Regions from separate parts of the Oryctolagus cuniculus genome. Here region 1 is linked to region 2. Evidence: chromatin contacts called from public Micro-C data. All regions are on one chromosome and are shown on one strand. The core of a region is the stretch at or near the end of the contact, and the rest is flanking DNA. Distances in the headings are between cores, read along the strand shown.

Region 1 (3,906 bases), core at 1,118-3,617, 150 kb after region 2:
AGAGACAGAGAGAAAGGTCTCCCATCCATCCACTGGTTCACTCCCCAAATGGCAACAATGGCCGGAGCTGGGTCCATCCGAAGCCAGGAGTTTCTTTCAACTCTCCCACATGGGTGCAGGGATCCAAGCACTTGGGCCATCCTTCACTGCTTTCCTAGTCCACAGCAGAGAGCTGGATCGGAAGAGGAGCAGCGAAGACAAAAACCAGTGCCCATATGGGATGCGGGTGCCACAGGCGGAGGCTTAGCCACAGCGCCAGCCTCCCATTTCTTAATAACACAAAGATATTTTTTTAAATGCAAAGCAGGAAAAGCAATGAGCTGTGCTAACAGAGTAGCCCTATCTGCATGTGGCTATTTAAAGAAAGAATACATAATAGTTCAAATTCCACTCAGCCACAGTATCTACATTTACAAATACACAGCAGTTCCATCCTTGCAGCAAGTTCTACAGGACAGTGCTGATGCACTAATGGAGGAATTTACTACTAGCAGCCTTTAAGAGAAAAAGAAAGACTTCCCCATGAAAATGAATTGCTTATTGGTTTATTTTTAAGTATAAAGCTTTTGACAGAGCAAAGTGCAGCCTCTCCATTCTTCCTCCTACAGAATGTCAACTTCAGAATAGACGAAGATGGTGCCAGAGGCAAAGGATGATGAGAATGTTACGTAATACCCTTTTGAAAAGTTCACCTCACTTCCTTAAGATAATTTGTAAATTTATACAAAGAGTTCTACGGAGTGACAAGCTGTTTCTCTAATTTCCAAAATTTGTTTGCAATTTTGTCTTCAAAATACACTGATTATTTAACTTGAATTTTGAGGAAATTTGTCTCATTAATACCACTTAGATGTTCAAGTGTTGGTATTCAAAAAAAGACAGCATTATTTAACTACAATCAATTTTCTCTATTTATTAAAGTCTGCACTGTCCACACACAGAGAGAATTCGATTGTGGAAGTCAAAGTTATAATAAGAAAGTTTCCAAGCTGCAATGAGTATCAAACTTAAGGGTCTAACTAGAAATACAACAGAGAAAATTCAGTTGCTGGGGAAGACACTCTCCCTCTTAAAAAAAATCCTGTTTGGGGAAAAAGAAAATGTGGCATCGAATTGTGAACTACAACAACGCTGTAAAACTAACACTGATGAATTCACCACAAAGCACACAGAGAAAGCCTAGCAAAAGTCGTTATCTTGTGCCCTGAGTGTAAACCCTCGACGTTCAAATTTTTGTTTTAAGAGACACGATGTTTGCATAATGATTAAAAGGAGATAAGAGACAATATTCTCATTCTCGTACTAGGAAATCTAAGTAAATATTCTAACAGTAGGAAGCACAAGTATAAAATACCTATCACCCACCCAAAGGACGTCTGGCGGAAAAATATTGTATTAGATCCGTAACCACTGCAAACCGTCCCATCACCGCTCTCGGGAAAGGGCTGCGCTAAGGCAGAACGCGGTTTATTTACCGCTACACGCACGCAGGGCTAGAAGACGATCTGGGAAAATAAAAAGCCAATCTGCCCAGTGAAAACATCCGATCAGGCCGAAGCGTCCATCCCGCATTCCTGTCCCATTCATTTCCTTTCCAACACGATCTGCCTCGAGGAATTCGCACTCCGAACCGCCCCCTTTCGGGACCCGGGGACCCAGCGCGCGGCCGGCGGGGCCTGCAGGGTGCCGGGAGGGAGGCGTCGGCCGCCGGGGTCCTCCGATCCCGCAAGCGGGGCCGCAGGCCGCCGAGCCGCGGCGTCGGGGGTCGCCCCGAGGGCCCTTTTGTTCCCTCGCGCGGGCCGCCAGACTCACCAAGCGGATGAAGCCGAAGCCGCGGTCTCGGTTGATGAAGACCTCGCTGGGCTCGCCGTAGCGCTCAAAGAGCCGCTTGAAGTCCTCCTCGGTGATGTCGGTGGGCAGGTTGCCCACGAAGAGGCGGCAGCGCTGCGTGTACGTCTTCTCGCCCGGCTTAAGGAAACTCTTGATGTCGATGGTGAACCCCATCTCCTCCTCGGGGTGGTCTTCGGCGGGCGCAGGAGCGGGCGGCGCCTGCTCCCCGGCCAGCCCGAGCGCCATGGCCGCTGCGGCCGCTGGCTCGGTCTCCCCCGCGGCGGACTCCAGGGCGCGAAGGCGAGCAGGGTTCTTCTCAATGCGCACTTGCTTCAGGTTTCCCCTTAACATCATCTTAGTGAGTTCGCTTCAGAAACTGGATGCAGGCCTAGCTCTTAGGTGTCTACGTCTCTACATATATCTATGGAAACGCAGTCAGAAAGTCAAAAGACAACCAGGGAACTCAGCCCGTGGTCCTGCCTCCTCTGACTCACACCCGCGGCAGCCGCACATTCAAAATGGCGCTGCCACAAGCTGCAGTTGGAAGAAGAGACGCCGGGGCAAGTCCCGCCCCTCCGCAAAGGCTGGCGCCGGAGTGACGCCTGCGCGTGCGCAGTGTCGTGCGCCTCCAGGCTGCCCCCTAGGATGGTGGAAGGCACCCTGCCGTCTTGCTGAAGTGCCGGCCTGTTGTACTTCTGGGGCTAATTATGTGATGTGTGCCACGGTGTGTGAAAGTATAAACAACTCGGTATCATATTTACCCTTTTAAGTATCAAGTTCCGTTATCATTGATCACAGGAAAACTTACATATTTTAAACGTGGCCTTCATCAACAAAATATTTCCCACTAATATAAATATCTTTCCTGTTTCAACAGCAAAGTCTGCTTACGGTTCCTAAGCAATCAAATTCTATAGAATAATTGTGCTGTTGATCATTGGCTTGAGAAGATTCCATGAAATTGCTTATAAAATTAGTGTAAACAGGCCATGAACTGCTATGGCTGTAGACTTGTGACAAAGGTCAACAAACATTTTCTGTAAAGGGGCAGGTAGCAACCAATTGCAATTGAAGGCCATACAGTGTCCATCTCAACTATTTAACCCTGTACCATTCAGCTCCGGATACAGGTAAATCCTCAATGAGTGTGAAAAACAGATCCTGGGACTCTGCAAAAAAGTTCAACAGTTTCTCATGAAGTTAAATATTTGCATACTTCACAACAGCAATCCATTCCTAAATCTGAGTGAAATAACATATTCTCACAAAACTCCCATATGGGACAGACATCTAGGCTAGCAATCAAGATGGTGGTTAAGATGCCCACCTCTCTGCCCAGCGCCGGCTCAATAGGCTAATCCTCCACCTGCGGCGCCGGCACCCCACTCGGGATGCCAGATTCTGTCCCGGTTGCTCCTCTTCCAGTCCAGCTCTCTGCTGTGGCCCGGGAGTGCAGTGGAGGATGGCCCAAGTCCTTGGACCCTGCCCCTGCATGGGAGACCAGGAGGCTTCGGATCAGCGCGGTGCGCGGCCGCTGCTGCCACTGGGGAGTGAACCAACGGAAGGAAGACCTTTCTCTCTGTCTTTCTCTCTCTCACTGTCCACTCTGCCTGTCAAAAAAAAAAAGATGCCCACCTCTCTGTGGGCACTGTGGCTCAGCAGGTCATACTACCACCTGCACTGCCCTCTCATGTCTACCCATTCCCCTCCTGGCTGCTCTACTTCCAATGGAGCTTCCTGCTAGTGCACCTGGAAAGCAGCTGAGGATAACCCAAGCGTTTGGGCCCCTGCACCCACATGGAAGACTAGATGAAGCTCCTGATTTTAGCCTGGCCCAGTCCGGGCAGTTGGGCATTTGGGGATGGAAGACCGATTCTCTCTTTCTCCTCTTTCAAATAAATAATCTTTTAAAATAATAAAAGAAAGTAGAAAGAGGGCTGGCGCCGCGGCTCAATAGGCTAATCCTCCGCCTTGCGGCGCCAGCACACGGGTTCTAGTCCCGGTCGGGGCACCAGATTCTGTCCCGGTTGCCCCTCTTCCAGGCCAGCTCTGGGCTGTGGCCAGGGAAGGCAGTGG
Region 2 (4,327 bases), core at 1,163-3,662:
GTTTGAGAAAGAGACAGAGAAAGAGAGAGAGAAAGGACACCCCCCCACACACACTGTTTCCCAGCTGATAACAGCTGGGGCTGGGCCAGGGGCCAAGGCCAAGAGCCAGAAACTCAATCAATTTCTCCCACAAGTGGCAGGAACACAATTAAGTTAGCCATCTCCATGGCTTCCCAGTGTCTACAACAGTGGGACACGAGAGAGGCCGGAGCTGGAGCCAAACATCAAGCCCAGGCACTTAAATGTAGGAGGCGGGCATCTTAACTGCTAGGTTCCACGTTTCTATTTTATATATTTTTGAATGGACAAAATTTTACCATAATTTACCATAATTTTTTTAATTTCAGAAAGCATATCTCATAAAAGCAGAGAATAGTGTAATGAACCATTAATATTTAAAATACAAATACTTAAACTATGTTGTCCTGTTTTTTAAGTTCTTACAAATTTAGAACCATCTTTCTTCCTTTGACTTGAGACAGACTCAATTGTCCAACAGAGTTTACCACTTCCTGGATTTGTCTGATTGTTTCCCTTTCCTCTGATCCTTTTGTTCTTGTAAAATGGAAATTAGATCTGAAGGCCATAGATTAGGGATCCTCAATGGGAGGCATAGTCTGCTTGTTCTACTCTTAGTAATGCTAAAATTGATCGGTGGGTTTTGAATGTGAAGACAGCACTCCCCTATAATCATTAAATAATCTGTGGAGACACTTTGGCACACTGAACATCCCAGTTCCTATCTTTGCCTAATCATTTTCTTTCTTCCTTCCTTCCTTCCTTCCTTCCTTCCTTCCTTCCTTCCTTCCTTCCTTCCTTCCTTCCTTCCTTTCTTTCTTTCTTTCTTTCTTTCTTTCTTTCTTTCTTTTTTTTTGACAGGCAGAGTGGGCAGTGAGAGAGAGACAGAGAGAAAGGTCTTCCTTTGCCGTTGGTTCACCCTCCAATGGCCGCCGTGGCCGGCGTGCTGATCCGATGGCAGGAGCCAGGAGCCAGGTGCTTCTCCTGGTCTCCCATGGGGTGCAGGGCCCAAGCACTTGGGCCATCCTCCACTGCACTCCCTGGCCACAGCAGAGAGCTGGCCTGGAAGAGGGGCAACCGGGACAGAATCCGGCACCCCGACCGGGACTAGAACCCGGTGTGCCGGCGCCGCAGGTGGAGGATTAGCCTAGTGAACTGCAGCGCCGGCCATCATTTTCTTTTAAAGATTTTTTTGTGGGGTTGGTGTTGTGAAAAGTTCATGGCCATAAAGATTTTAGTTGCTTATTTGAAATTCGAAATGAGAAAAATATTTTGTCCTTAAATAGATCTTCCTAGCAGTATTTCGCTACGTGTGGGCAACTATCTCTGTCAGTTACTAATAATCTGGACAAAACCTTTCATCACGCCTTTCTCTGATTTTTAAAATGTTTTCTTTTATTCATAGGAAAGGTAGGACCAGAGGGGTGGGAGGAGGCAGGGAGACAGAAAAAAAAAGGTAAGTCTATTTCTTTAAAAAAGAAAAAAAGATTTATTTATTTGAAAGGCAGAGTCAGAGGGAAAGAGAAATCTTTCATTTGCTGGTTTACTATCTAATGGCCCAAGGGCAACGGAAGCCAGGAGCTGGGAACTTCTTCCAGGTCTCCCAGGTCGGGGCAGGGCCAAAGGTCATCTTCCTCTGCTTTCCAAGGCCACAGCAGTCTGGGCTCCAACTGGCGCCCATATGGCATGCAGGGGCTACACAACCTACTAAGCAGGCATCAGAGGGTGTTCTGTGTGCTGGTTCATGCCCCAGCCAGGAAGCCCAGGAGCCGGGAACTCTATCCGGGCCTCCCACGTGGGTGACAGAGACCGCCACCCGTGGCCTCCCAGGCCTACAAGCACAGCACCTGGATTAAACCAACTCGCAGACGTCTCCGGGGGGAGCACCCCCTCCCTCTGATATTTTTAACTGATAAAAAAGGTACTAGAACTTGGGAAAGACATGTTTTATTAGGCCAATAAATTTCCTTATCTTTAAACAACCTCATTAAAATATAACTGCCAGAAGACATATACGATTGGATTATTCACACCAGTAAACCAAACAATATATGGATTCCTGGGCAGCCATTCCGCTCTGCTCCGGTGGCGCCAAGCACACAGGGTCCCTTTACAAGACAATCCTGAGGTCCAGCCCCATCTCAGTCCCTGGGCGCCGCCCCCTATCCCAGGGCCCCTTCCCACTTCCCCGAGCCTCTGCGACACCTCCTCAGGCTCGGTGCCCCCTCCTGCGGCCACCGTGCCGGCCCTGCCCAGCCACAAGGACCGGCAGCAGCCCCGTGTCCTCCCCGCGGGGACCCCTCCTGCACCTCCCCCAACACCGTCCTTCCGCCCAGGGCGCTCCGCCGCCCGCCTTCCCGCTTCCCGTAGGCTCCGCGCGGCTCCCCTGCCCCCGCATTTATGATTGGCTCCCGTACTTGTCAGTCCAGGATGGCCTAGCCGGCCATTGGCTGACTTCCTCATGGCCTCGTGACGCCGCCGAAGTGGCTTAAGGCCGGGCGTGGAGCGCGAGGCGGCTCCGCGGTGTATGTCGCAGCCGGTTTTTCAGGGCGGTTTTTGGCGCGCCTGCGATGGCGGCGGTGGAGCCGGTCGCAGAAGAGACAAGTGTGACCGCAGTACCTGTGTCCGATGCCTGCAGCAATGTTGAGTCTTACGAAGTCGAAGGAGTTGGAGCCGCGGATCCAGACAAGGACGGAGTCGCGAAAGGAGCGGAGGCCATTGGAGACAGCGAGGAGGACGGGGAGGATGTGTTCGAGGTGGAGAAGATCCTGGACATGAAGACCGAGGGAGTACGTGGAGGGGGACCCCGGCGTGAGGGGGCGGGCGGGGGCGCTCGTCCCGGCGAGAGGGCCAGCCCGGGGAGGGGTCCCGAGTGAGGGGCCGGGCGAGAGGGTGCGAGCCGGGGACGCTCGCGTTTCTAGACTCAAAACAGGAGCAGCGAAGGGACCGGCCCGAGCCGAATCGAAGTCGTGGGCGAGGCAGTGGGACATTTCGGAACGGACTCCCTGGGCCGTGATGGTGAAGGGGATGCTCCAGGAAGTTCTCTGGCAGAAGGGGTGAAGCCGTTTGGGCTGTGGGGTGGGCGTCCCAAGAGGGCAGACCACTAGTGAAGGACTTCTGTGGTCATCTGTGCACAGAGCTGGGCTGCTGCCCCGTGCTGGACAAGAGTCGTAGACGGTGCTGTGTTCACAGTCCATTGTTCGCCATCGGTCCAGTGTTGGCCAAAACCGTAATCGTTCCCTGGTTGAAAACCGTATGGAATTAGCGTTCACCCTGAAATAACATCTCAGTCCCGTCCACGAGGCTGGCGTTATAAAGGCCTTCAGAACCTGATCGGTATCATCCCTCTGTCCCTTATGCGTTTTGACTGTGGCTATACAATAAACTTAAATTCCCCCTCCCAGTTGTGCCTTGGTGTTCACTGCCCTCTTGGCCTGGGCTGCTCTCTTCCTTCTTTGGTGAAATCCTGCTCGGCTTTTCAAGTCTTTTGGGGGATAGATTCCTCTGCCCTCAAGCCCACGGAGTGAGGTGCTTTCTCTTCTCCGCCCTTACTGCCCTTTGGATAGACCTCTGTTAAGGCATCAGCCTTCTTTATGTTTGTTCTTCTGTTAGATTGTGGACTCCTTTAAACTAGGTGGTGTGGGCCCCCCCCCCCCACATAACGTCCCTCCAACCCGCAACCCTCCCCTTATCCACTCCCTCTCCCCTTCCATTCACATCAAGATTCATTTTCGATTCTCTTTATATACAGATCAGTTTAGCATACATTAAGTAAAGATAGGTTTTTTTTTTTTAAATTAATCTTTGCATCACTGGTACTTAGTCCAGTGCTTAGCTTATGCTAATTGCTTAGTATGAATCAGATTATTGAATGAGTGAGTGAATTCTGAACTGGAGAGTAGGGAGGAATGAGAAGAAGCATGGACTATATAGAAAAAGAATGTTTCAGGGGCCGGTGCTGTGGCGTAGTGGGTGAAACCACAGCCTGCAGAGCCCGCATCCCATGTGGGTGCTGGTCAGGTCCCTGCTGCGCCACTTCTGATCCAGCTCTCTGCTGTGGCCTGGGAAAGCAGTAGAAGATGGCCCAAGTCCTTGGGCCCTTGCACCAGCATGGGAAGACCCGGAAGAAGCTCCTGGCTCCTGGCTTCCTATCTGCACAGCTCTGGCCGTTGCAGTCAGTTGGGGAGTGAACCAGCGGATGGAAGACCTCTCTTTTTCCCTCTGCCTCTCCTTCTCTATATGTGTAACTCTGACTTTCAAATAAATAAATCTTTAAAAGAAAAAAAAATAAAAATAATGTTTTAGTAGT

Evidence for each region. A called contact is a pair of places that touch in the nucleus more often than the background predicts.
Region 1: a contact with region 2 is called in a Micro-C map of ear pinna, with 6 times the contacts expected there. The contact joins the promoter of PSPC1 here to the promoter of MPHOSPH8 in region 2. A contact is called at or near these places in 2 of 6 Hi-C or Micro-C datasets (ear pinna and an unstated tissue).

Annotation. Positions count from the first base shown.
Region 1 is chr9:90,757,605-90,761,510 of mOryCun1.1, forward strand. PSPC1 (paraspeckle component 1) reads right to left here and starts at 2,368. Exons shown (of 9, transcript XM_008259953.4): 1 at 1,813-2,368. The coding sequence starts at 2,184.
Region 2 is chr9:90,610,017-90,614,343 of mOryCun1.1, forward strand. It overlaps MPHOSPH8 (M-phase phosphoprotein 8), which reads left to right and starts at 2,413. Exons shown (of 13, transcript XR_011378893.1): 1 at 2,413-2,807.